7 separate regions of the Mus musculus genome follow, and all the other regions are linked to region 7. The links are chromatin contacts, called in public HiCAR-type, HiChIP or PLAC-seq, Micro-C and promoter capture Hi-C maps. All regions are on one chromosome and are shown on one strand. The core of a region is the stretch at or near the end of the contact, and the rest is flanking DNA. Distances in the headings are between cores, read along the strand shown. Region 1 holds the start of Plekhf2 (pleckstrin homology domain containing, family F (with FYVE domain) member 2). Region 2 holds the start of Trp53inp1 (transformation related protein 53 inducible nuclear protein 1). Region 3 holds the start of Ints8 (integrator complex subunit 8). Region 4 holds the start of Esrp1 (epithelial splicing regulatory protein 1). Region 5 holds the start of Dpy19l4 (dpy-19-like 4 (C. elegans)). Region 6 holds the start of Ndufaf6 (NADH:ubiquinone oxidoreductase complex assembly factor 6). Region 7 holds the start of Gdf6 (growth differentiation factor 6).

What was found. Promoter capture Hi-C pulls out the DNA fragments that hold promoters and counts their contacts. Hi-C and Micro-C count contacts between places; a contact is called where the count stands out from the background. HiCAR-type assays count read pairs that join an accessible place to other places. HiChIP or PLAC-seq counts read pairs in DNA pulled down with a chosen protein or histone mark.
Region 1: a contact with region 7 is called in a HiCAR-type map of astrocytes, with 5 times the contacts expected there. The contact joins the promoter of Plekhf2 here to the promoter of Gdf6 in region 7. A contact is called at or near these places in 4 of 39 promoter capture datasets (cranial neural crest, hippocampal neurons, maxillary cranial neural crest and 1 more), 1 of 484 Hi-C or Micro-C datasets (muscle stem cells) and 11 of 115 datasets of contacts at active chromatin or transcription factors (astrocytes, craniofacial prominence, embryonic hindbrain and 6 more).
Region 2: a contact with region 7 is called in an H3K4me3 HiChIP or PLAC-seq map of embryonic forebrain, with 7 times the contacts expected there. The contact joins the promoter of Trp53inp1 here to the promoter of Gdf6 in region 7. A contact is called at or near these places in 2 of 39 promoter capture datasets (embryonic stem cells and neural stem cells), 5 of 484 Hi-C or Micro-C datasets (cortical neurons, nephron progenitors, palatal mesenchyme and 2 more), 10 of 115 datasets of contacts at active chromatin or transcription factors (astrocytes, embryonic forebrain, embryonic hindbrain and 5 more) and 1 of 9 other capture datasets (embryonic stem cells).
Region 3: an H3K4me3 HiChIP or PLAC-seq map of embryonic forebrain shows a contact between it and region 7, with 6 times the contacts expected there. The contact joins the promoter of Ints8 here to the promoter of Gdf6 in region 7. A contact is called at or near these places in 1 of 39 promoter capture datasets (cranial neural crest) and 2 of 115 datasets of contacts at active chromatin or transcription factors (astrocytes and embryonic forebrain).
Region 4: a Micro-C map of embryonic stem cells shows a contact between it and region 7, with 4 times the contacts expected there. The contact joins the promoter of Esrp1 here to the promoter of Gdf6 in region 7. A contact is called at or near these places in 3 of 39 promoter capture datasets (cranial neural crest, hippocampal neurons and second pharyngeal arch cranial neural crest), 7 of 484 Hi-C or Micro-C datasets (embryonic stem cells and nephron progenitors), 4 of 115 datasets of contacts at active chromatin or transcription factors (astrocytes, embryonic forebrain and embryonic stem cells) and 1 of 9 other capture datasets (embryonic stem cells).
Region 5: a promoter capture Hi-C map of embryonic stem cells shows a contact between it and region 7, with 2.7 times the contacts expected there. The contact joins the promoter of Dpy19l4 here to the promoter of Gdf6 in region 7. A contact is called at or near these places in 2 of 39 promoter capture datasets (cranial neural crest and embryonic stem cells).
Region 6: an H3K4me3 HiChIP or PLAC-seq map of forebrain shows a contact between it and region 7, with 7 times the contacts expected there. The contact joins the promoter of Ndufaf6 here to the promoter of Gdf6 in region 7. A contact is called at or near these places in 6 of 39 promoter capture datasets (cranial neural crest, embryonic stem cells, frontonasal cranial neural crest and 3 more), 2 of 484 Hi-C or Micro-C datasets (cortical neurons and embryonic stem cells), 3 of 115 datasets of contacts at active chromatin or transcription factors (astrocytes, embryonic hindbrain and forebrain) and 1 of 9 other capture datasets (embryonic stem cells).

What each region holds. Positions count from the first base shown.
Region 1 is chr4:11,006,052-11,009,463 of GRCm38.p6, forward strand. Plekhf2 (pleckstrin homology domain containing, family F (with FYVE domain) member 2) reads right to left here and starts at 1,568. Exons shown (of 2, transcript NM_175175.4): 1 at 1,342-1,568.
Region 2 is chr4:11,154,722-11,158,048 of GRCm38.p6, forward strand. It overlaps Trp53inp1 (transformation related protein 53 inducible nuclear protein 1), which reads left to right and starts at 1,720. Exons shown (of 4, transcript NM_021897.4): 1 at 1,720-1,826.
Region 3 is chr4:11,252,595-11,256,307 of GRCm38.p6, forward strand. Ints8 (integrator complex subunit 8) reads right to left here and starts at 1,665. Exons shown (of 27, transcript NM_001159595.1): 1 at 1,387-1,665; 2 at 182-356. The coding sequence starts at 1,516.
Region 4 is chr4:11,384,768-11,388,262 of GRCm38.p6, forward strand. It overlaps Esrp1 (epithelial splicing regulatory protein 1), which reads right to left and starts at 2,016. Exons shown (of 16, transcript NM_194055.3): 1 at 1,538-2,016; 2 at 880-1,008. The coding sequence starts at 1,669. It overlaps Gm35631 (a long non-coding RNA gene), which reads left to right and starts at 2,365. Exons shown (of 2, transcript XR_390400.3): 1 at 2,365-2,417; 2 at 3,098-3,495. RefSeq lists an enhancer at 2,256-2,285.
Region 5 is chr4:11,320,562-11,323,982 of GRCm38.p6, forward strand. It overlaps Dpy19l4 (dpy-19-like 4 (C. elegans)), which reads right to left and starts at 1,576. Exons shown (of 19, transcript NM_001081201.2): 1 at 1,439-1,576. The coding sequence starts at 1,454.
Region 6 is chr4:11,074,940-11,078,610 of GRCm38.p6, forward strand. It overlaps Ndufaf6 (NADH:ubiquinone oxidoreductase complex assembly factor 6), which reads right to left and starts at 1,266. Exons shown (of 9, transcript NM_001085493.2): 1 at 1,041-1,266. The coding sequence starts at 1,237.
Region 7 is chr4:9,842,430-9,845,815 of GRCm38.p6, forward strand. Gdf6 (growth differentiation factor 6) reads left to right here and starts at 1,943. Exons shown (of 2, transcript NM_013526.1): 1 at 1,943-2,463. The coding sequence starts at 2,049.

The DNA of each region.
Region 1 (3,412 bases), core at 318-2,817, 1.2 Mb after region 7:
AAAAACTAAAGAGTAAAAAAGGAAAACCACCACGGCTGTTTACGGCTTCTGCATTGTTAAGAGTCTTTTCAGCCCATTTAACATAATTTTAAAGCCGCCTTTATTTTTTTAAGGGTATTTATTTACTAGGCTACTTCATGCTGTACACCAGTTTCATTTGGGGGCAGGGGCGATTATAAAGAGCTTTCCAAATAAGCAACTTAATACCATTCACCTCCCAATGCTCTCATGACCCATAGTGATTAAAAATAGCCTGGGTTAATTCTGATTTAACCTGGGTCCTCCCACCCCTTAAGCTATAAAGGTACAAAGATAGGGGCTCAAAACTCATGCACCTTTAAGGAACGAAAAGGAAAAAGAATAAAAAAAAAACTGAATCGTCAAAATCACCCTAATCTGTTTGTTGTGGTCCTGGGGTTGTTTGTTTCAGACTCAAGCTGTAGCCAAGGCTGGCCTTGAACTCGCGGCAATGCTTCTGCCCTAGCCCGCGGGAGTGCTCAGAAAACCGGCATGAGCCAACACACTGGGTTATTTCACTTAGTCTTAAGACAACACATGCCTTAACGTTTCAACTGAACGTTCAACTCTAAATGGTTCTTTAACGAGTCTCTTAGGCAACATATTAAAACATAACAAAGAAGGCATTTACCAGTTTAATGTACTTGGGAGTCTGAATTACTGCTTAGGTGTATGTAACCTGAATACTAGTCATTTCCACTGCACACTCACACAACTTACTGCTTTAATATTCGAGGACTATACAAGGCTACTCGAGCAACTTGGGGAACCAGCTCTTGGCCTTTAATAACATTAAAAAAAAAAAAAAACTAGGCAAAAGATCATAAAACTTAAAAAAAAAAAACCCTTCAAGTAGCGTGTAAGCTACCGCTCCTATCTGAGCCAATTGTACGGTGCCATTTTCATATAAAGTCATAAAATAAACTGCTGGAGTCAGAGCGTGCCCCTGACGCCCAGACCCTGCAAAGTTTTCAGACCGCACGATCTGGGGACCCGAGTCCTGCTGCCCCACAACTTCGGGGGCGACGCGAGGTCCAGTCCCCAGCCGCCGTCTATGGTCCCGGCCCTGGCCCTCCGGGCGGCGTCCCGCGGACGGGCGCGGCGGGACCCAGGCGGTTCCAGCCCGAGCGCCGGCCCGGAGGGGAGCCGCCCGAGCGCCCCGTTTCCCACAGACCCCAACATGGCGTCGGCCGCCGCCGCCCGCGCCAACCCCTCCCCGCGCCACGGCTGGCCCGGGCCCGCGGGGATAGGCGCCCGCAAAGTTTCGCTTCTCCCTCCCCAGCCCGCCGCCGCCCGGTGCGTCCCGACCCCCATGGCACCTACCCGACCCCGCGCGGGCGGCGGCGCCGAGGGTGCGAGTCCTCCTAGTCGCCGACTCCGGGCGCGGACTCCGCCTGCTCCCCGACCCCAGCCTCGCAGGGTTGCGTGGGGCCCCGCGAGGCCGGCGCGATCCGGACGCGGCGGGCGCAGCCGCTCGCAGGTGACTTCACCGCCCCTCCAGTCGAACCCGACAACGGCCGCTCCGGCTGGCTTCCCTCCTGCGCGCGCACCGGCGCGCCCCCGCCCAAGCGCCAAACACGGGCACGAGCACACCCGCCCTGCCCTTTCTTCCCGGCTCCCTCGCCCCGCCCATCGCCTTGCCCCGCCCCTCCATCCCCACGCGACCGCACGGGGGGCGGGCTCTTCAGCGGAGGCCACACCCACTCGGGGGCCTCCCCCGGCGGGGTTGGGGAACGCGCGCCTCTGCAGAGGTGACGCGCGTCTGAGCCAGCTGAGGCTGGACTGGGTCGCCTGACCTGACTTTCCTGACTCGGGCTAGCCTTCGGAAAGGGCTCTTAAGCAGTCCGCGAAGTTCTCTGGAAGAATGGGCGGAAGCTGCCTCCACGCCTCCCGCCCTAAGGAACAGGAAAGGCTTTGCTTCTCGCCACCCAACCGCGTCTGCCAACCCCGCCCGGCTCGGCCATTCAGCCGAACACCTGCTGTCGCTTTCTCCCAAGCCAGGGGTCTGCGCTTACCGCACCCATGACCCGCAGGCTCCTGTGTAACCTTATGCCGAAGAACTCCGCTCTTTTCAAAACTTCCCCTCGGCCAACTGCTTCGCGTACCTAGAACTCGGTGCTACCATGACGCTGGGTTAGAAGAGCGTTTACTAGGCGCTGCGGAGAGATAGCAGAGGCATCTAGGCTGGCTGGCTGGGAAAAGCACACCGTTTAAACAGGAAAGGGGTAGAAATTGGGTTATTATTAAAGTTTTATTCAGGAATTTTCTTTTTAGCCTCCTGTTGAGCAGTTCTCAACCTGCGGATCACAGGAGTCGCCTAAGACCATCGGAGAACATATTTTGCATTATGATTCATAACAGCAAAATTACAGTTATGAAGTAGTAACAAATAATTATATGGTGGAGACCACCGCAATAGGAGGAGCTATATTAAAGCATTAAGAAGATTGAGAGCTGCCGGGCGGTGTTGGACACGCCTTTAATCCCAGCACTTGGGAGGCAGAGGCAGGCGGAATCCTGAGTTCAAGGCCAGCCTGGTCTACAGAGAAACTCTGTCTCGAAAAACAAGAAGAAGAAGAGGAAGAGGAAGAAGAATGTCTGTGAAACAAATACAGTTGTTTTAAATTAGTATCCAGAACAAAACTGGCAAAGGAGATCAGTTGTCGTAATAGGGATAGTTACAGGATTTCAATCGTATACACACACAATCTTTATGTGTGCTAGACTAAGCACACTCTAAAATCTTTTTAAATTTTAAGATTAGGAACTGCTGTGTTTCTAGTGTCATCAATAAAAATGTTGCTCTTCGAATGCCTTTAATCCCAGCACTCGGGAGGCAGAGGCAGGCAGATTTCTGAGTTTGAGGCCAGCCTGGTCTACAGAGAGTTCCAGGACACCCAGGGCTATACAGAGAAATCCTGTCTCAAAAAAAAAAAAACAAAAAAAACAAAAAAAAAAAAAAACAAAAAAAAGTTGCCCTCCCTACAACACACTTGTTTAACTTAAAGTACAAAGATGCAAGCCAGACTGTCTACACTCAAAATCTTGGCTTTGCCACAAACTATGATACCTGCGTCCTTGGACATACTTAGTTACCCTTAGTTCCTTCGTGTGTAAAACTAGAATAATAAGAGTACTTCAAAGAGTCATTAGATGAATCAATATTTGTAACATGCCAAGCACAAGCTAAGAATAATGAATGATGAAAATTATTAAACATACATGTACAATGTGTACACACATATGTCTATTACAGTTTACCTTGTTATTAAATATTAAATAAGACATGCCAAATAATGATATAAATCTATGGAGTAATAAGTTTTCTACCTGCAGTCTGTGTATTCTCTTCCCTTCCTGGGATGTGTGCGCCCCAGTTTGGAAGCCATTTATT
Region 2 (3,327 bases), core at 470-2,969, 1.3 Mb after region 7:
TTCCCTCCTCCACCCCAAACCCCCAGGGACACAGTGGCCTCTAGATGGATTGATTCTTAAAGGGAAACAACAGATGGTAGGGCTCCTAACATAGCAATAATATTTGACAGAAAATATTTGATTTGCCAAAATCTAAAATCCAGACTGAGCACAGATCACCCTTGAAGCATGTATGGTCAAATGATCAACACATACTGATCATTACCTGAGTGTCAGACCAATTCTCTGACTCCCTGCAGAGAGCAGAGGGTCTTGGAGATCAAAACCCATTTCTCCCCTGGAAGGCTCGGTGTTTTAAGTGTTTTTTTGTGGTCTGGAATGGGTTCCCCTCTCCTAATTTGGGGTTGGTAAATTAAACAACAGGGAGCTGATGGGCCCACAGTTTCAGGAAAACATGTCCAGGACTAGCCTGGACCAATCACCAAGAAGAGAACCCCTGCTGACAGGAGAAAAAGCACACAAACAAGGTCTTTGTCTCATGTCAAGAGGACGAGGAAGAAGCCAGATATTTGTCATCTTTATCTATAACCTGTTTCTTTGTCCGCACATCTGTATAGCCCAGCGGTTCTCAACCTTGTTAATGCTGTGACCCTTTAATACAGTTCTCATGTTGTGGTGACCCAAATATAAAAACTGTTTTTGTTACTATTTCATAAGTATAATTTGCTACTGTGAATTGTAAATATCTGTGTTTTCCGATGATGTTTTCTTAGGTGACAAACAGGCTGTGACTCGATGGTCTATCCGAGACCTAGGAGTCTCTTGAGACTACCAAGGCCAGAAGATTACATCTCAGCCCCACAGAATCCATATAACTGACAGGACCAACATGACTCCTGTCACTCCTAGTTAATCCCCCAATGTATGTGCAGTAGAGCTTTGGATTAGACTCTCTTTATAAATGTAGTGTCTCATTTTCTTCTCACTATAAATAGCTGGTGAGGACCTAGGCGTCCTGTGAATGTTTACATTTTGTAAAAAAGGTCATAACCTCCTCAGTTCTTATAAGGCTTTAGATGCAGACCCCTGGGAAGAAACAGAGGTAATTCTTCACTCGGGGTTCCTCTTTTCGGAAGTTAAGGCCCTTTAGGCCGAGTTCTGGCCTCCTCTGCCCGACTTTTGTCTTTCTAGAGCAGACTCTTGGGGGGCAAGACCTGAGAGCTTCCTGTTCAAGTTCATAAGGCAGACTAGGCCCCGGCTTACTGTCTAAGGGGTGAGGAATGAGTGGGACACAGGCATCCCATGTATTTGGGGCCCTGACTTCTTTTAAAACAATGTCCAGCGGTGGGTTGCCTTCAGCATCGCGACTATTGGTTTCTCTCCACACTGACCAGAGGAGCAACTACTATCCCTAACCAGCCCCTCAGCAAAAGGGGGCTGAGTGCCTTGTACCCACACTCTGGGCTCCTCACTCAGCCGAAGCGGCTCCGGGGGTCGGGCTCTTCTCCTCTCGGTCCCGCCGGCTCCCACCACGGCCAGTCCCGGGCCGCTGTTCTTCCCCCTCCTCCCGCTCACCCGGAGTGTTCTCCGGCTCCCGCTTTGTTGCCCGGGCTTGTTTCTGCCCCGGGCGCGCCGCCGGCCCAGTGCCAGGTCACGTGCGTTAGTGACAACCTCTCGCAGGGCGGCCCCGGAGGCCCCCGCGCAGCCGATTGGTCGGCCTGCGGCTGGCGCGGCTCGGGGCGGGGCTGGGAAGCCGATCAGCTGTTCCCAGAGCTGCACAACAACAAAAGGACCCGGACGGGCCGGCGGCGGCCAGGGCAGCGACCGCAGCGCAGGAGCCCGGCCTGCCGCAGCTACCTCAGCACCCGCAGCTCTGCTCGGCTCACGTAAGTGCGGGCTACACAGGCGGGAGGGCGGCGGTTGGTTGCCCGCTCTCTGGCTTTCATGCCGGACTCTCTCCCTGCCGTGACGAGCACGGCGACACCGAGAACCTGCGGGTGACGGGAAACCTGCTCCGTTACCCGGAGACCCGCCCGACCCCTCCTGACCTCGCGCATCACCGAGCCTGCACCTGTGGGGAGAGCACTTCCCGTCGCTTCCGTCCTCATCAGTTTGGTCGCTGGCACTTGGGGTGTGCTAGAGACTGCTGTGGGTTCTAAATACTTCGTTTCAGTCGCGACCGCCCTGCGAGGCCCCAACATTGCTTATTTAAGCGGAGGAAACTTGGAGGCACAGAAAGTAATTTTAAGGCCACACAGCTAACTAAAAGGAAGCGGTGTTTACTATTTGCAGAGGGATTTCACGTGCAATTCCTTCATTTTGCTTCCACTTTCACGGTGTGTTTACTCCGTGTAAAAGTTCAGAGCAGATTAACGGGGAACCCCTTTCCACCTGTTAACTCCTTAAAGACTAAAGGAGTTCCTGGCTGAAAGAGCTCTTTCAGAATGCTGAGTAGTTTTGAGCTTGGGTCTTCGGACCGACATCATTACAAATGCCCCAAGATCTTTCTCCCCCCCCCCCCCCTTTGGTTTTATTCGAGACAGGGTTTCTCTGTATAGCCCTGGTTGTCCTGGAACTCACTTTGTACACCAGGCTGGCCTCGAACTCAGAAATCTGCCTGCTTCTGCCTCCCAAGTGCTGGGATTAAAGGCGTGCACCACCACGCCCGGCTATGCCCCCAAGATCTTAAAAATCACATCTTTGGTGGTGATTGTAAGGTGTGAAAACACTAGGCAGCTTGTACAAGCCTCAGCCACTATAATTTTCAAAGTCCTTGCTGGAAACCATGGCCTACTAATTTTTGTGACCAGTGTCTCTTTTGTTTTTCATCTTGTCTTTTACTCCTTTCTGCTCCCTAGTGTATTTCTCATGGAAACGACTGCTTTCAAAAGTTAAGGTTAACAAAGCAGTGAATTACCAACCTAACCGCTCTCTGTTCACTGTTTTCAGACTTCTGAACAGGATGTGGTAAGTCCTTGTAAATTAGCTAAATAGACAGAGGTGTAAGGAGCACAGGCAACTCTTTTGGCTTGGTATTTTTGTAGTTCAAAATTGATTTTTAAATTACTTGAATCAAAGGTGGCCCATGCCACCAAGTACTAAACAGGTGGCAGTGGGAGAATCAGTTCAAGGCCATCCCTTGTTTCTGACTAAAAGAACAAACCTTTTTATTAGCATCTTTGTTTTTTTGAACTGCTAGGTTCTCTTCTTCCACCATGTATATTCTGGGGATCACACTCAAGCCATCAGGCTTGCCACCATACACGTTGCCATGTTGAGTTATCTTTCTGGCCCATAAGAAATCATTTTTGTTTGTTTGTTTTGTTTTAATTTATTTATTATTATATCCAAGTACACTGTAGCTGTCTTCAGATGCACCAGAAGTGG
Region 3 (3,713 bases), core at 415-2,914, 1.4 Mb after region 7:
GGGACTACACACATGTCTAGGTTTACTTTCTTAATACCTTCTTTACATGCTTGAATGTTTTGCCATGAACATGCAGAAAAGTAATTTATTTTAAGCCACTATCAGAAAAACATTAGAATCCAGACAGAAACAAAGACATTCAAACACTGCTTCAAATGTAATGCCATTTACAGCTTTATACCTTTTCTCCAGTATGTCTAAATCCCACTTCAAATGTGCAGCAACTTTAAGAGCAAGAAGCTTTAGGACGCGATTTCTCTTGTTATCAGGTGGAGGCTGGACTTGGTTTTGCTCATTAACTGAAGGTTTGGAAGCCTGCTCCAAAAACTGAACTATAAGCTGAACTGGTGCAGGATCTAGGATTTAAAAGAAATTAAATTCTTAAAGTTTTCGTTATAAAAACGCAAAAGGATTCGCGTATACTAAAGACTATGGTACTTGGGGGGCACGAAACATCTGGAGGTGTGGTCAGAGACAGCTGCAGATCGGCGTTTGCCAGCTTAATTAATAAGCAAGAGGGTCTGGGGACGATTCAAAACTGATTCATAACAAAGCATTTCACAGAGAAGAACTAAGCATTACAGGTTCCCAGTTCAAGATAAGACCAATGCCAATTGGAGGAAAGAAGTAGTGTTTTGACAGGGGTCTTTTATTGAACTGTCTCTAGCTTTGTTTCCCACCAGTAAAGTAGCGGCTAATGCCACTTTCTTCACTATAATGAAGGCTTCGCTAAGGACCGCAACCTATTTAAAGAGCTAAGCACGGAGGCTTGGCACCCTAGCCCCTAACAATGTGTCAATAGGAAAGCTCTAAAAGCACTGAGATACACTTGGTAAAACTGCCCCACCAATGATGCCAACTTTTCACAAAGTAGTCTCCTACAAGGCCAAATTCGGATGAGAACTGAGCAAACTAAAGGTAAAGACCTTACATTGTACCTTTACCAAAATGCCCGAAAGAGGAAAAGGGCCATGTTCCTTGCCCAACACGGGTATCCCTATACAACAGCCGAAGCAGCTGTTTTCGGGGGATTTATATTAATTCGGGGTTCAACAGTGAAATACACAATCCCCTGGCTGAATGAACCGAAGGCTACGGCCGGCTCTAGGCTCCGCAGAGCCGCTCTCCCCTCACGAAGTCACCCCCAGGGCCGTGCGACATCGGCGACCCGACCCCCGCACGGCGAGTGCGGGCGCCCTTCGCTGTGAGGACCGCGGCAGACCGAAAGCCTTTGTCTGAAACTTTCCGCAGACGCTCCGCGGCGACGTTCCCGGCTGAGGCACCGTCGAGCTGGGCCCAGCGGCGCCGGCCAGGCCTCAGGCAGCGGGGGACAGAAGGCAGCGGGCCGCAGACCACGCCCGCCCGCCCGCTCGCTCGCTCGCTCACCCGGACAGGCTTTGCGCAGATGCTTCTCCAACAGCGACTCCTCCAGCAGGAACTCGAACCAGCAAGTCTGCGGCGGGGTGCAGGGCCGGCTGGAGGTGGCCGCCTCCCGGTCCGCCGCCTCCGCGCTCATCCTGCCCCCGCCGCCGCTGCTCCCGCCGCCTCCGGGCTCCAACCTGACCCTCGCCCAGTCCCTTTATCCAGCGAAACCGCCCGGAACCTCTAGTCAGCTCGCACAGCCCAAGATGGCGTAGTAGTCGGCCAGAGTCCGGCCCCGGATCCGCAGCTAGCCACGCTCTCGACCAATCCCAGTTAGACTTCGGAGGAAAGGGGCGGGAACAGCAGACTGCTCCGCCCCTTAGCTGCCATGGAGTCTCCTGGCCCTTCAGAAGCTAGATTCTGGCGGGGCTCTCCAGATTCTCTGGACATTCCCAGAGAAAATGAAGCGAGTTCGATGTCTTCGTAAGAAAACCAAAGAGACCAAATCTAGTTGCTTTGTCTTGGGTGCTTTACCTTTTTGAGACTCCTTCCAGCCTAACTCCTCTCCCCGTTTCCCAAGGCTTATTACATAATTAAGATCCAACTTTCCTGGGGTTGGGGATTTAGCTCAGTGGTAAAGTGCTTGCCTAGCAAGCCCAAGGCCCTGGGTTCGGTCCTCAGCTCCGGAAAAAAGAAAAAAAAAAAAAAAAAACAAACTTTTCTGCGACTTCCCAAGACTAACTCTCGGAATAAGAAGCTAGTTAATTTTCCTCAGATCTCCAGTCTAGGCACAGTAAACCCTATTTTACGCGTTCCACCATTCTGAAAGGTCCTTAAGTATCATTATCAATAAAACTAAAAAGCATGGTGTAGTGGGGCATTCCTGTAAAACCCAGCACTTGGAGAGCAAAAGCCAAAGCCAGATTGGTCCTTCTAGAGAGTTCCTGTGATCAGCTGACTGGCCAGCTGATCCGGACAAAATACATCCAGAAGAAAGTTTGAAGAAAACTCCCAGACATCCTATACACACCTCATAGAAAATTTCAGATATGTGTTACTAAAGATGATTGTTTTCATAAAGGGACCCTGAGAAACAAAGAAAAAAATTCAGATTTAGTCAGTTTCTTTTAGATGCTTCTCCTGTTTTGTTTTGCTTTGTTTGAAACAGGGTTTCACTCTGTAGCCCAGAATGACCTGGAACTATGTAGCCCAGGCTAAACTTGAACTTGCATCCATTTTATTGAATCAACCACCCAAGTGCTGGATTATAGATTAAGCTCTTTGTGGGCTTTTTTGGGTGGTTATCTGTTGTTTTGTTTTCAGATTTCTTTTTTTTTTTTAAAGATTTATTTATTTATTATATGTAAGTACACCGTAGCTGTCTTCAGACACTTCAGAAGAGGGAGTCAGATCTTGTTACAGATGGTTGTAAGCCACCATGTGGTTGCTGGGATTTGAACTCTGGACCTTCAGAAGAGCAGTCGGGTGCTCTTACCCACTGAGCCATCTCACCAGCCCCTTTAGATTTCTTTTTAAAAGAATAAAATAAAACCATGTATAGAATATGTAAAACTATTCTATAAATATTCTGATGGATCTTATATCCTTTAGGACTAGCTGGGATAAACTGGGCAGTGGTGGCGCATGCCTTTAATCCCAGCACTTGGGAGGCAGAGGCAGGCAGATTTCTGAGTTTGAAGCCAGCCTGGTCTACAGAGTGAGGTCCAGGAAAGCCAGGACTATACAGAGAAACCCTATCTCGAAAACAAAACAAAACAGGAATAGCTGGGATAGCAAGCCTTTGATTGATCGAATCGAGGCTTTTATAAACCAGCAATAAATTTAAAGCTATTATAAAGTCATGTTAATGCTTTCAACTTCTTTGTATCACTTTGTAAAAAAGTATCTAGCTGAATGGAGAACTCAGCAATCTGAAGAAATGAAGTCAGTCAGTGTTCACTGATTGCCGTGTTAAGTTGGGGCTGAGTTTCTGAATTATTTTGTCTTTAAATGGCAACTCCCACCCTGGTCCTTTAAACTTTAAAGCATTCTACAGTGGCAGACAAGATTGGCAAAGAAAATGGCTGGACAGATACCTCCAAGTTAACGTTTTCAAGTTGCATAGAGGGAAGAATATAGTCCTCTGGCCAGCGGGAAGTCTGCCACTGCCAACTGAGCCTCGGGAGGAAAACTCATTAGAACCTCTCTCACTTCCAAGTAATAAGCTTGTGTGTGTGTCAAGATTTAAAGCACAAATTCTTTGGTGTATAGATCAGACACCAACTCATGGTGAGCTTTTAGGACTGGATCTCAGAATTTTCCTCAGTAGCCAAATATTGTCTCATTAATAC
Region 4 (3,495 bases), core at 766-3,265, 1.5 Mb after region 7:
TTACTTTTTCAGTGTTTCAGGTTTAAGGAACCCATATCCGATAAACAAGCGGGGTAATGAATAAGCAGAATTCTGTAAGGCGGCTGGTTATCACCTTTCTTTAGAAAATACTCTAGAAATAAAATACTCTAAAATAATTCCTTTAACTGGAAACTGGTGTGCTACGGCGGAGGCTGGGAGAACGCAGAGCACATTTGCCGCACAGGTGTTGAGACCCGCCCTATTCCGGAGTCTAGCAACCGTCAGCACCCAGAGCAGTTTTTAGGTCACCTCAATTTCAACCGGGGATCCCGCCAGCTCCACGATGACCCAACAAACAGCCCCACAGGTTTGTACATGCAACCACTCCATGGGATCCCAATCAAGGCAGTAAAGAAGTAATGAGGAAGCTAAGCTTTTGGAAATTGGCTAAAATCAGGCGGGCACTCAGGTGCAAACCAAATTACAGCCATAGCTAGCATTAGCGCGGTATGACTGAGGGTCTACCCCTCTACAGCACTGCGCCTCCAACCCCAGGCGAGCTACAGACCCAGATACCAGGAGAGACTGGGTGAGCTCGGAGCTGGCACTGCAACTTCGCTGGCGGCCCGTGAGGTAAACCTCGCGCGGCGGATTCTCCTGCCCAAAGAACTACTCAGGAGGCAACAGGAGCTCGAGCCCATCTCAATCTCGAGACCCTGGGGGCCGGGAAGTCAAGCACCGCAGCCCTCCCCCGCCCCCCGGCCGGACTCCCACACACAAGGCTGGGAACCTCGCCACCCCACCCCAGAAACAAGCAGAGGCCGCCCCACGAGGGCGTGGAGCCGCAGGGTTGGGTCGGGTCGAGTATGGGGGCCACCTGGATGGGGGTGGGCGGCGTGGCCTGGCCAAAACTGTCACCTGTCGGAGGGCTTGGTCCAGCTGCGGCGCGGAAGACAGGTTTTCGGCGTCTATTTTAGTTTCTTCTTTACAATCCTCTGTCAGTTCCAACTGATCCGGTCTAACTAGTACTTCGTGCAGCTGTCCCACCTCGGGGAATAAGGGGTAGAAAACAAGGGGTCGGTTTCCCCCCTTTTCAATTTGGAAATCCTTCCTCCTCCCTGGCTTTTCCTGGACGGCTCGAGCTCTACAGGCACCTAACAGCAGAATCAAAGCTCCCTAGAAACCCAGGGATCTGGTCGCCCCACCCCCACCCTACCCGGATCAAGTCGCCCAGGCCAAGGAGGGGACCCTAGCGCCCCGGGGACCACCAGCCTGGCATAGGCGTTCTGCGACTCTCAGAGAACGCGGCTCGGCAGCGAGAGGCCTTTTTCTACCTGAGCCAAGTTTCAGAAGATTTAAACGGCTCCAAGGTGGTTGGCCAACAGGTTTGATTCTGCTATGGATTCTCTAGGCCTCGGGGCCCCGCTTCATAAGCGTGCAACCACTTAAAGAAAAGTGAAGAAAAGAAAAAAAAAAAAAAAAGGAAAGGGAAAAGAAACCGACTACCCTTTCTCCAACTTTCTTCAATAAAGTTGTTGCCCCGACTCCTCGTTTGGACCAGAACATAGTAAAGTACCTTCTTGTTGGCCAAATCCACGACTTTCCATAACAGCAGGATCAGCTCCTTCTCATCCGAACCCAGCTTGGCTCCGGTGGCCCCAGCAGTGATCCCAAAAAGCACCACCAAGTAATCCGGAGACGCCGTCATGACGATAGGTGGGGAGGGGGAGGAGGGGGGCCGGGAGGCGGCGAGGTGGGGTTGGAAGTGAGAACGAGAAAACCTGTGCTAAAACCCTCTTCCAAGAGAAAAAGAAAGCGCCCACCCCCCTCCTCGAGGCCGCCAGGGCAAAAGGCGGTAACCTGCCACCCAAGCCCACACCTGGCCGGCGCTCCACACCCTGGGCAGGAAGGGGGGTGGAAGGAGGGAAGAGCAGGCCTGCCCTTTTTGTATCCAATTGCTGGTGCGTCTAAGAAAAAACCCAGGAGCCGGGCTGCACCCCCGGGAGGCGCGCGCAATGGCTGAAAGCTTTTCTGTTTTGGGATGTGGCTCTACCTGCCCGCCCCTTTTCCCCCCTCCCCCACGTGGTGCAGGTAAGAGACACCTGGCGGCGCCCGGCCATTGGCTCCTTCAAACCACGACGTGGCAGCGGTGGGAGGGGAGCTGGGGGAGGGAGAAGAGAGGGCGGGAGACAAAGGCTGGATGAATGGGGAAGCAAGGGCTGGGGGAAGGGGAGGGAAAGAGAGAGGCGGGGAAGAGCTACTTGTCACCAGGAGGGTAGCCAAGGCCAGACCAAGGGGCGGGGGGCACGACGACGAGAAGGGTCCCTGCTCGAGGACGCAGCGTTGAGGGATTTGGAGGGTTGGCTTGGCCGAGGGTGTGTGGGGGGGGGGGGGGGAGGAGAAGCTGAGGGGTCGCGCGAATGACCAAGGTGCCTAAAGGTAAAAGAAGGCCAGAGGTGAGGCCCAGGGCGCGGCGCGTGGGAGGGACGGGTCTACGGCTGCCCGGGAAGCTGGTGCGGGTAATTGCGGAACCCGGCAAACGCCGCTCCTGAGCCCAGCACACCTTTCTGTGCAAACAGCCGGAGGAGGGTGTCCTGCTGGCCCTGCCCCTCACGGCGCGGGAGGCTGGCATTCGCTCTCTCCACCTCGGGGCGAGCCTCCGCCCCCACCCCCGAGCCGCAGAACCCGACGCTTGGCTGGCTAGGCAGGTCCTGGGATGCAATCACAGCCCTCGAAGCAGCTGGGGAACCTCGGGAGGAAGGACCTGTAGCCCCTTCTCTATTGCTATAATTGTTACATCTTCGTCGTGCTGGCTGCTAATTCGAGACCGGAACACCCTCTAGGACGCAGACACAGTTAACTGTGACTTGCCTTGGCTAAGAAGTACATCTGCCCCGCAGCCCTCATAGAGATTTTTCAGTCAGGCCAAACGCACTTTTCGTTAAATATCCTGCCTTTTGTTCTTGGAGCGTGTGACTTGGCCAACTTATGCCCATAGACTCCTGCGCCTCCACCACCAACCACCCCAGCCCTGCCACAAGCCACCAAGAGCTATATAAGGTTATGTTGACACTTTAGAAAAGTGCCATCGGTGGAGTTCCCTCGAGTTTTCTGTTTTAAACCGGTCTATTCTTAGGAGCCGAATTCCGTCTGAAATATTACTCGTTTGGCGCCCGGTGTGTGGCCTTGCATATCCTTGCAGTGAAAAGAAGCGGCCACACCCTTGCAACCGCAGGAACCTATTGGTACTCTCCTGGGGGACCCTTGTCAGGACAACCTAGAGACTACGCTTTCCCAGCGGGAGCTGACTCCCGGGAGTGGGGAGAGGAGTCGGAGGCCCGCGGCGCGCGTTTCCCGGTAGGATGAGGTGCGGCCGGAGACGGGGGCCGGCGGTGCAGGTGGCAGCCGCGTCCGGGATCGCAGGCGGAGGCCTGGCTCGCGCTCAGCTCCCGAGTCCCCGGGTGCCTCTCCTGGCCCCGCCCTAGCCCCGGTGTCTCCGAGCCTGCCTCCTTGTCCCCTGGAGTCGAGGGGGCT
Region 5 (3,421 bases), core at 326-2,825, 1.5 Mb after region 7:
TTGTTGAAAGGACCCATTATTTTAATAAAACTGCCACCCAGTAATTGTCCTGAATAAAACACATGTTTTTAGATTACCTGTAATTCTATAACCAAAAATCATTTAACAGTTTATAGTCAACTACTTTTACAAAATGATATAGCCTTTTAAAAAGGTCCACATCATAGTTATTAAGTATAATAATTCCATCTTAAATGCAATTTCTGCATATTTACAATATCAAGTTTTAGTGGCACTGTGCGATTTTTCTCCTGTGTTAAGTATTAATGTGCTCACAAAGACAAACTGGTTTATCAACCTACCCACACAGATTTGTAACTAATCACAAAAATAAAGTTTAAAAAAAATCTTTGTCAAATGATAACACATTGCAAACACAGATATAGCTATAGCTAAAGAAAAAAGAGGAATTACATTCTTCCTTACCAGCAACCTGTTTTGAGGCTGGTTTTAGGTAGTATCTTAAATGTGCATGAAATTTAACACGAAGAGCTGCAGGAAGAGGAGGAATGGCTGAATCATGACCTCAGGGACAGGACATCTAGTCCCAGTCAGCATGTACTTCTAATAGTCTTTTGAAAAATGGCTTTCCATTGAATTCTTCAAACTCCCTTCTTGTCTCCTTGGTTCAACGGCTTAAATCTAAACCAGATAACTAACGGTCGCATTCACAACTCCACTCAGTAAGATAAAAACTGCTTTCCAGCAGAATGAAACATGTAACTGTTCATCCGAGCGAATGAAGTCCAAGAGCTCAATCGTGCATACACATCCCATGAAGTTACTATGCCACCAATACTTTTTTACACTATGTATCGTACACTGCTAAGTTTTTTGCCGCTTCCTATCTTTTGCTCACTGTCCAAATCCTCTATGGATAAATATTGCTGGCTAAACAATAAATTCCCTTGGCACTGACCCTGAGGAGCGTGCAGAGCTCTCTCCAGTCCATTAGTTTTAACCCTAAAACTGACCTCCTCCTCCCCTAAAACCACTTACATGCCCCTGCCCTTTGGCATTTGTTATCCATTAGAGCACAAGTGAACTCCGTCAGGTTCTGCGCGTCCATCCCAGATCCCAGCCTCAGTTTCCCGCGAGGGGTGCGATCCCTCCCATTCTGCACCCAAAGCTTCCAGCCTGGACCAGAACCCACCCAAGCTCGTCCTGCTTTCCACTGCGGAGCAACTCCGGACCCGCAGCCCCGCCACCCAACAACAGCTTCCTTTCCGAGACTCCTGACTTTAAGTTCCACTTCTGCGTCCTATTTCGGGAGACGAAACTTTGGGCCATTTTCTCGGCTCGCGCCCGGTTCCACTGCAAACTCGGGGGCGCGCGCCCCCGCCCGCCCTGCTCCCCGCGGCCCGCAGCCAGCAGTCAGGCCCGGCCCCTCTCCCGAGCCCGCCGCGGCAGTTGGCGCGCTACACGCCGGAGCCTTCACCTTCTTCCTTTGCCATCGTCTCCGCGGAGACCCGAGTGGCCCTACGGCTCCCGAGCAGCCCGGAGTCTCCCAAACCTCCGAGTATCCAAACCCCGCGGCCGCCCCGGCCAGCTCCCGGCTGCCGCGCCCCCACTTCCTGACCCGCCCCCCTCTGGTGTCTCCGCCAACTGGGTCCCTCCAAGGCGCTCCGGGAACCAGAGTGCAGGGAGCGGGGCCCGGCCGGAGCGTTTCGCTAGAGCGCCTCAGCCATGCCCACGATGGCCACGGGATGGCAATGCTCCTGGGAGGAGCGAGTCCCCGCCGCCGCCCTCGCTCCTTGCTGAGCCTCACAGGAAAGCAGGAGCCAGAGCAAGCTTTTCGTGACGCTGGGATCCGTCTCAGAAAGTCATAGACTGTAGGCCAGATCCAGTCCCTATGTCCGGCCGATTTTTCAAACAGAAAACGGAGTTTCAACTGCAGAGCAACGAGTCCTGGACTTGTTACGATGATTTCAAAGCCAGGCAAGACGTTCTAGGCAGGTCCTTTGGATTAGTAGATGTTTGTTTGTTTGCTTGTTTGTTTTTGAGACTGGATCTCTCTATATGGCCAAGGCTGCTCTCAACTTGCCTCAGGTTCCCTACTGCTGCAATGGCAAGAGTGATACACAGTTTGGTTTAGTAGACACTTGGCGGCTACAAAAAAGTTTGTACCAGGTTATTCCCTATTGTAATCCCAGACCGTGACAAGTAGAGGAAGGAGGTTCATTATCAAGGCCAACCTCAGCTACATAAGCAAATTAAGTTATTATCATATAAAAAAGGAAACACAAGAGAGAGCAACGTGTCAATCACGAAAACTGCCTTGAACAAAATGTTTGCTCATGTCAATATTCTGGAAGAAAGCACAATAGTACTTTATAGTCTGCTATGAGGAATGTATAGAGATTATTTCATAACAATAGAATGCAGTTTAATTTTGTTGTGCAGTGCATGACTCATACTGAGAACACTGTGGCACGCCTTCAGTTGGCCCAAAAGCATGAGTGAACAGCCACTTCAAAAAAAGGATAGCTGTCTGTCTGTCTTTCTTTCTCTTTCTTTCTTTCTTTCTTTCTTTCTTTCTTTTTCTTTCTTCCTTCCTTCTTTCCTTCCTTCCTTCTTTCCTTCCTTCCTTCTTTCCTTCCTTTCTTATGTAGGCCTCCTATAGTAATTCACAGAAACTCCTAATTTTTTTTCCTATAATGCCTGGTTTCTGGATCTGTTCTGATTCTGTGGGATCCTGATCTAGTGATATTGGGGGTCCAATCCTACATTCAGGAGGGACGGGGGGGGGGGGGTTAGAGCACTTGTTTCTGGTTAATTGGGAGTTCAGCCAGAGCCACCAGTTCTTTTTCTGCCTTGCCTTGGACTCAGAGTATACCCTGGTGATACTGGAGGCTGAGAAAATTAGAGGCCCAGCGCTTGAGCTCCCATTGGCAGGGTTTCAACACTTAGGTTGCACAACACAGCCAAGGAACCACAAGGATGTTCCACAACACTAGGTTCATGTCTAGGGTTTGGAGAGGCCCAGCACAGGATGTCTAGCTGAGACAGGATATCTAGTTGAGACAGGATGTCTAGCTGAGACTAGAAGCTGTGACAGAACCCAGAAAGGCCCAGCCTAACTGAAATGGGAAAACTAGACATTTAGGAGACCTCTGGTGGGTTTGGAAGAATCAGCCTCTTTGGCTTAAAAGCCGTCTCACAGTAATGACAAATTAGGTTCATTCCTCTTTATGATTAAACTTGTTTTTCAAGGATCAGGCTATGCTCCACATAAAACCTGTGACCTTAACTACAAATGGTTTTGTACTGCCTGTTCCAGGAATGATAATTATGTCTTTGTTTCAATTTTTTTTTTAACCATCTTGCAACCCTACTTCCGTTTCATAAGGGTTGTCATGGCTACCTTGTTATAACTACCAGTTTTATGCTCACCTTGCAACCATGTCTTTGTTTCAGGATG
Region 6 (3,671 bases), core at 16-2,515, 1.2 Mb after region 7:
ACCAGAAGGAGTTCCAGGCCAGCCTGGTCTACAGGGTCAACCACAGCTACATAAAAACCCTGTCTCAAAACAAACAAAAACCATACCGGATAACTGCTGTTAGCAGGGAGGGCAAAATGCAGGGGCGGTGTGGGTGGATGTAATTAAGCCATAGATTATTCATAGGGCTCAATTCCCATCAGGCCCAACCCCCACACATGTCTACAGAGGAAATCCCAGATGTCTTTCCTGACACCAGGTGAACAAAACACAAGTCATGAGGCTGTTCTTGTAAATCTCTGGCAAATCCCTTGTTCCCTTGAAATTATTAAACTTCATCTTAAAAATTGTATTTATTTTTATGTGTATGAGTGTTTGCGTACACATATGTCTATACACTGCTTACCTGGTGCTCAAGAAGGCCAGAAGAGAGCATTAGATCTCGTGTCGGGGCTGGGAATCAAACCTGAGCCTGTTCTCTTAACCGCTAACCCATTTCTCCAGCTCTTAATGCTCTAACTCTTAAACTCCCTTGATGGGAATCACAACTTGAAAGGAGAATTAAATAAGCTGCTTTGGACTTTACTTTTGTAAACAAAATTTTAGCTTTGAGGTTGCTTTGTAGTTAAATCTAAACCTCTGGCCAGTACCTCCTAAGAAGATGCGTCAAAAGTGAGTGTGCCAACTTTTGTGAGATGTGTTTATCCAAAGCACGCTGGGCAAGCACCCTACCAATGGACCTAAAAATGCGCAGGCCCCGTGAATTACTTTTAATAGTGCAGCACACAGAGCCCAAAGCCAGTTAACGGTGTTAAAGTCACTAGCTGTCCATGAATAAAAAGTGCTATGCATGCAAAGGTTGTAGGGTCCATTAACGTTAGGGTTCAGGCAGAGGATGTGCTGAGCCACGTGAACAGGCCTGCGGTCTCCTTCTCCAAGCACGGGCACAGAGCCCAGCAGAACGCAGGACCCGGAGGACGCAGCCCCAGGCTCGGGGTTCAGCGCTCTGCGTTCCACAGGCTCTGGGCTCTCGGGGATGTCCCCCGGGCGCGGCCACTCACCTCAGCAGCTCCAGGCAGTAGAGGTGGGAACCGGGGATGCCTGGCCCGCTGGCCGCCGCCACGCTGCGCCGGACCGCCGAGGGCCCCGGCAGGCGCCGCACACGTTCCCACGCATCCCGAGGCGGCTGGCGATGGAACAGGTTAGCCAAACCGAATGGCCTTGGGCCGCGGACAGAACCCAGCATGGAGGTCGCCATGACACCCGCTTCGGGTGCCCTCCGACCCTGAGGCCACGCCCCCCGGAAAGTGGCCACGCCCCCGGCAGATCTCTGCAACTCCGCAAAGGAAGGACGCCACTCAGACCAGAGCCAGGTGTCGCTATAATCCTGCACATTGGTGACTTGGTTGTCCTCTCCAGCGTCCACTCCCACAGAACCCCAGAACGCCAAAAGGGATGGGTGCCTGCTTTTTAAAGAAGCGACTGACGTTACATCCTGTCACCCCAGAGACCCCCATCCTCTCTTGATCCTCTTCAAGGGCGCTATTGACACTTGTAACCGCACTGCTGGAAGCTTGTTGTACCTGAATGCCCACTATTCACCCACACACATTCCCAGAGACCTCCCAGCATAGCCCTGAACAGGTACACTGATTAGCCACTCTACCTCCAAGAGAAAAACACAAAGATGCTTGAGAGATGCACCAGGTTATGCCTCCATTATCAACCACTAAGGATAAAGGGGAAGGAGAGGAAGGGGGAGAGAGACAGAGACAAAATTTAATTTCTTTCCTTTTGCTTTCTTTTCCTTTTCCTTTTCTTTTTGTTTGTTTTTTGTTTCTTTTGTTTTTCGAGACAGGGTTCCTCTGTGTAGCCCTGGCTGACCTGGAACTCACTTTGTAGACCAGGCTGGCCTCGAACTCAAAATCCGCATGCCTCTGCCTCCTGAGTGCTGGGATTAAAGGCGAGCGCCACCACGCCCGGCTCCTTTTTCTTTTTTAACAGTAACAATATATCATTTGCTGTTAGTTGTCTCTCACAACACTCTAAAAGCCCAAGAGCATGGAGTCATTTGTTTCCTGCTTTAACCCATTGACAGTCCCTCGATGTTGTAAAATCTGACTTGCCTCTGTCATCTGTAACGCCAGCACTAAGAAGGCTGAGACAGGAAGTGTTGAGTGTTCAAAGTCAGCCTACACTACACAGTGAGGTTGAAGCAAGACAAAAAGAGGAAGTTGTGAACCTGAGATAGAAAAGTAGCCTCTCAGCCAGGAATCAGGCCAAAGCCTTTTGCCTGTGGAGAATTTAGAATTCCAGTATAAGGCTAGAGAGATGGGTCAGTCAGTAAAATGGTAAGATAGTACCAGATGAGGTGAAGGAGCTCAGAAGACAAAAAGGAGGCTCAGAGGGGCAGGAGACAAAAGAGGGTAATGGGAGGCAAATGTTGAAATACATTATGTACATGCCATAATGTGCTAATTTAAATACTTAAATACAACAGTTTAAAATACAATAAAATGATACTATACTACAAATGATATGTTGTTACCAACTATTATTAATTGAATAGTCTATAGGTATAGTGGCATGCACATATAATGCCAGCATTTGAGAGTTAGGGGGAAAAAGATAAAGAATTCAAAGGATAGATGGGGAGATGGATCAGTGGTTAAGAACAATTGTTTGTACTCTAATGAAGGAGAGAAAGAGAGGGTGTAGACTTAGCGGGGAAGTGGGGGTGATCTCCAAGGAGGTAGGGGAGAGGAAACCACAACCAGAATATATTGTATGAAAAACCACTTTCAATTTTAAAAAAAGAAAAAAGAGCACTTTCAGAGGAGCCTAGCTATGTCAGCTCCCAGCATACACATCAGGTGGTTCACAACCACCTGTAATTCCAGCTCCAAGGAGGACCTTTTGCAAACTCTGGAATTTTGGTTTCTTTAAAAAAACAGAGAAATATTACACGGATGTACTTTTGTTTACATCCCAGATGTAAGGATGTGGGGCTGACACAGCAGCTGACTATGGTTTGCCTCGTGCTCTAGCAGAGTACGGTTTTGCCAGCTGCAAATAGTTTCTGTGATTGTGTGACCTTTGGTATTCTGGGAACCCTTCTGAGGGTATATAAGTGTTAAGCCCAGAGAGGCAAGGGGGAATGGTTGTTTGTTGCAGTAAATCTTTAATCTCAATCAAGGGTTTCTACCTCACCTTAGCTCATTCAGTTCCCAGATAAAAGACACAAAACTTCAATATTTATAATAAGTCTTTAAAGCACTAGAGCTTAGCAGATATCCACCCTCTATGCTGTTAGTATCTACTCCTCTGTCAATAACCCTAAGATAATACCTGCCATATTCCGACTAGGCTGCTCTTACTAGGAGTGGCCAGCCCTCATGACCAGTTTTCATGATCCCTTTTCCCATGGCGTTTTCTCCTTCACCTTCTGTCTCCCAACTCTCAGATCTCCAGCCTAGGAACCAAAACCCTGCCTACCTCTTTTCTGCTCAACTATAGGCCTTAGGCATCTTTATCCAACCAATAGTTTTAAATTAAGGATCAGGGTTAAATAGCATCACTTGGTGTATGTGAGGATTTCCTTGTCCCTGAGGGCAACCAGACTTGGGGGCCAGTATTTAGCATTACAATACACAGCATGAGACCAAACCTCAACAGCGCTTGGTCATCAGGGA
Region 7 (3,386 bases), core at 693-3,192:
ACATGTGCACCAAAGATGAAGGAACATGAACAGAGAGAGCTTTTCGTCCTAGTGGGCTAAGCATTATTTAAGACTTAAAACTTCCTAGCTCCTTTCTCAGCCTTACACTGGTGAATGATAATGCTAGAAAGCAGAAGGAAGAAGCTAGACTCCTTCAAGTCCCAGACAGGCCATGGGTTGGCAGTCATGAACTGAGTAGCCCTAAGGGACGTTAAATGGGTTGGGGTAGAACCAGAATCTCTAGTGATAGAGAGCAAAGCAGCCCCTCTCAATAGCCTCGCAATTAGGAGTAGTGGCAATACAGGAGCAGTGTGATCGTGGGCCTCAGTTTCTCTGTCTGTAAAATAGAGATAATGTGGCCCTTGTCTCAGGCTTGTTATGAAGATTATGTGAAACTGTTTGCTAAGGCCATAGAGCCAGGCCTGACACAGCAGATGTCCAAGGTGAGTGTCATGCCTCTTAAGGAAGTCAGAGTAAAGAGAAGGGGAGAGAGGACCAAATTATCCTCACGCCTGCAAGGTCCCAATGAAGACAGGAGGGCCAGGGCGAGAGAACCCACAGAGACACAGCTCAAACCAGGAGGAGCAGAATGGTGGAACCACTGCTTCCTGGGTCTATCCGTGGCTGTGCCCTCTTGGCTGAATGGCCCTGGAAAGCCTTTATCTCTGAGCCTTTTGCCCCCCCCCTTTTTTTTTTAAATCCATAAGTGGAGTAATTTACAGGAGGACGTTTACAGATGGTGCGTGAGTACCCTGTAAAGACTCTGGACAACTTCCGTCTAGAGCGCTGTGCGAGAGAAGCAACGCTTCGCCGCCAAACCTAGCAACGTCCTGAACCGCGGGGCGGTGGGCGGGGAAGACACTGGGAATCTGGGGACAGATAAAGGAAACTCGTGATGGGGCGAGGCTGGGCTGAAGAGAAACAGATTGGGGTAGAGCTGCGCAGGGAGGGGTCTGGTGAAAGGGGGAGAGAGAGGGTGGGGATCAGAGAGTTGGGAGGCCACAGCCAAAAAAAAAAGCATATTTGGGGGGCAGGGACTGGGTGAGGAGAGGTATCGAATCGGAATGGGAAGGAATTTGGGGGAAGGACTAATTCCTGAAGACAATAGGAAAGAGGAAAAAGGAAGTACGGGTGCAGAAGAAGAGGGAGTCAAGCCCCTAAGGGTCCAGAGAAGTGTGGGGTCCCACGAAAGAGAAATGAAGCAGCTGGAGCAAACACCAGAGATTGAGGTCTGCGAGAGGAGAGTCTGGGGCCTGCAGGAGAGCGCGGCAGCTCCGAGCACCGGTCCAAACTCTGAAGACTGGTGGCCTTTGCCTGACCTCGAAGGTCGGGAATTGACGCGGGTCTTTGTGGAAAGCAGCATTCTACCAAGAGAAGGGGGCTGTGAAGGACTGGCCCCTGCGCCTGGCTTCCGGGACTCAGGGATGAAACTTGTGGGCGCGCGGGGGGGGGGGGGTGAGAGGGTGCTAACCGCCCGCTAGGAGGGTAGGGTGGCAAAGAGAGGGTGCCACTGCCCGGAGCCAGGGCGCAGCCTGCGGCAGCAGCCCCCCACCCCCACCCCCGCTCCGAGCCAGCCGCCGCGGCTGCCACTCCCCCGGGTCCCTGGAGAAGTTCGAGCAGCTGGTGGGGACTGACGGTCCCCGGCGCAGGCGGCTGCCTGCGGGCTCTGGCTCCCCAACCCTGGGACAGAGGCGCTCGCCTCTGGCTCGCCCAGTCGGCGCTCCGGACCCCGTGGGGCTCTTCCAGCTCTCACCTTGCCACCACCACAGCCCACCGCTGCCCCCCACCCCACACCTCCTGCCCGCACTACCCGCCTCCCTCCCTATCCCCGCAGCGCTGCTCTCCCCTCCTCTCCCCACCTCCCGGCGAGGGGCGGGAGGGGGCGTGGCAGGGCCTGGATTTGTGTAGCTGCTACCCGGCTCCCCGCACTCGTAGTCTGCAGGAGGAGCGCGGCCCCCGCCGCTGTCCAGCCGCTCCGTGCCTTTCGCGCCCGGCGCAGCCGCTGCTGTCGCCGCCGCCTCTCCGAGTAACTTAGCCACTCGCTCGCCATGGACACTCCTAGGGTCCTTCTCTGGGCGATCTTCCTCATTAGCTTCCTCTGGGATTTGCCGGGTTTCCAGCAGGCTTCCATCTCCTCGTCCTCCTCCTCCTCCACCGAATTGGACTCCACCAAAGACGTGGGGAACCGCAAAGAAGGGAAGATGCAGCGAACTCCACAAGAGAGTGCCGAGGGCCGGACGCCCCCGGAGCACGGGCTGCGGCAGAAGGACCTCCGGCGGCGGCCGCCCGGACAACATCAGGGGCAGGAGCCGCCGGGCAGGGGGCTGCGCGTGGTGCCTCACGAGTACATGCTGTCAATCTACAAGACTTACTCCATTGCCGAGAAGCTGGGCATCAATGCCAGCTTTTTCCAGTCTTCCAAGTCAGCTAATACGATCACTAGCTTTGTAGACAGAGGACTGGGTAAGTGGCAAAGAAAGCGCCCGACTCCTCTCCAGTTGGAGCTCCTCAGCCAGAGCTCTACCCAGGCTCTGGCAAGAGGCTGCTTTTGTGAATTCCCTTCGCATTTTGGACACCTCCCCCCTATTTTACTTTTCTCAAGCCCCCAATTCTGAGTGCAGCTGCAGCTTTTTGCTCCAGTCTGCAATTCTCCCCTACTTTCTTACTTTTTTTCTCTCCTTTTCCTTCCTGTTTTCTATTTTGCCGAAAGCATCGCGGCGGTCAATGGTCTGGTAGCTAGCAGAGGAAGCATAGAGGAAAAGAAGTGATGAGCAAATGAAGGGAAAGGGAGAAGGGTCAGAGAAAGGACTGAGAGACCCTGGCTCCAAAGCTTGTGAGGGTCGCGGGCCCTAGAGCATTCATGAGAGCTTTAGAGAGCCTCCTGTCTCTCAAGGAAAAGCCAGCACAAGGTAGTCAATCCGTCTAGGATCGGTGTCAGGCAGTGCCTAGATCCAGCAGCCCTGTGGGTTCACCCGATGTCCTGCGTAGGGTGTGGGGAAATATCAGCCAGGTGGGCACCCAGTGCCTTGTGGCACCGTTTTTATTTTTCCTCGTCTCACACATGATAGTTTTCAAGCCACCATCTTCGGGGTGGGCTGAAACTGGGACTGATAAAAGCGTGGAGTTGTTGGTGCTTACTGTACTACAGGACGGTACTCATCTACCTTTCTCAGCCAGGCAACCCTTCTATCGATGATCATCTCGGGACCCTACCCTCATCCCCTGTGCCAGACAGGATGCATTCCCGTCTATAGGATTCTGAGCTTCCTCCTCTTGCTATTATCGCTGATCCACAGCATAGCATGGGCAATGAAATCATAGCATCTCAGAGAAATCTTCAGAGATTGGGGAAAGTTCCACTGGCTCCTAGAGAGGAAAAGTAATTC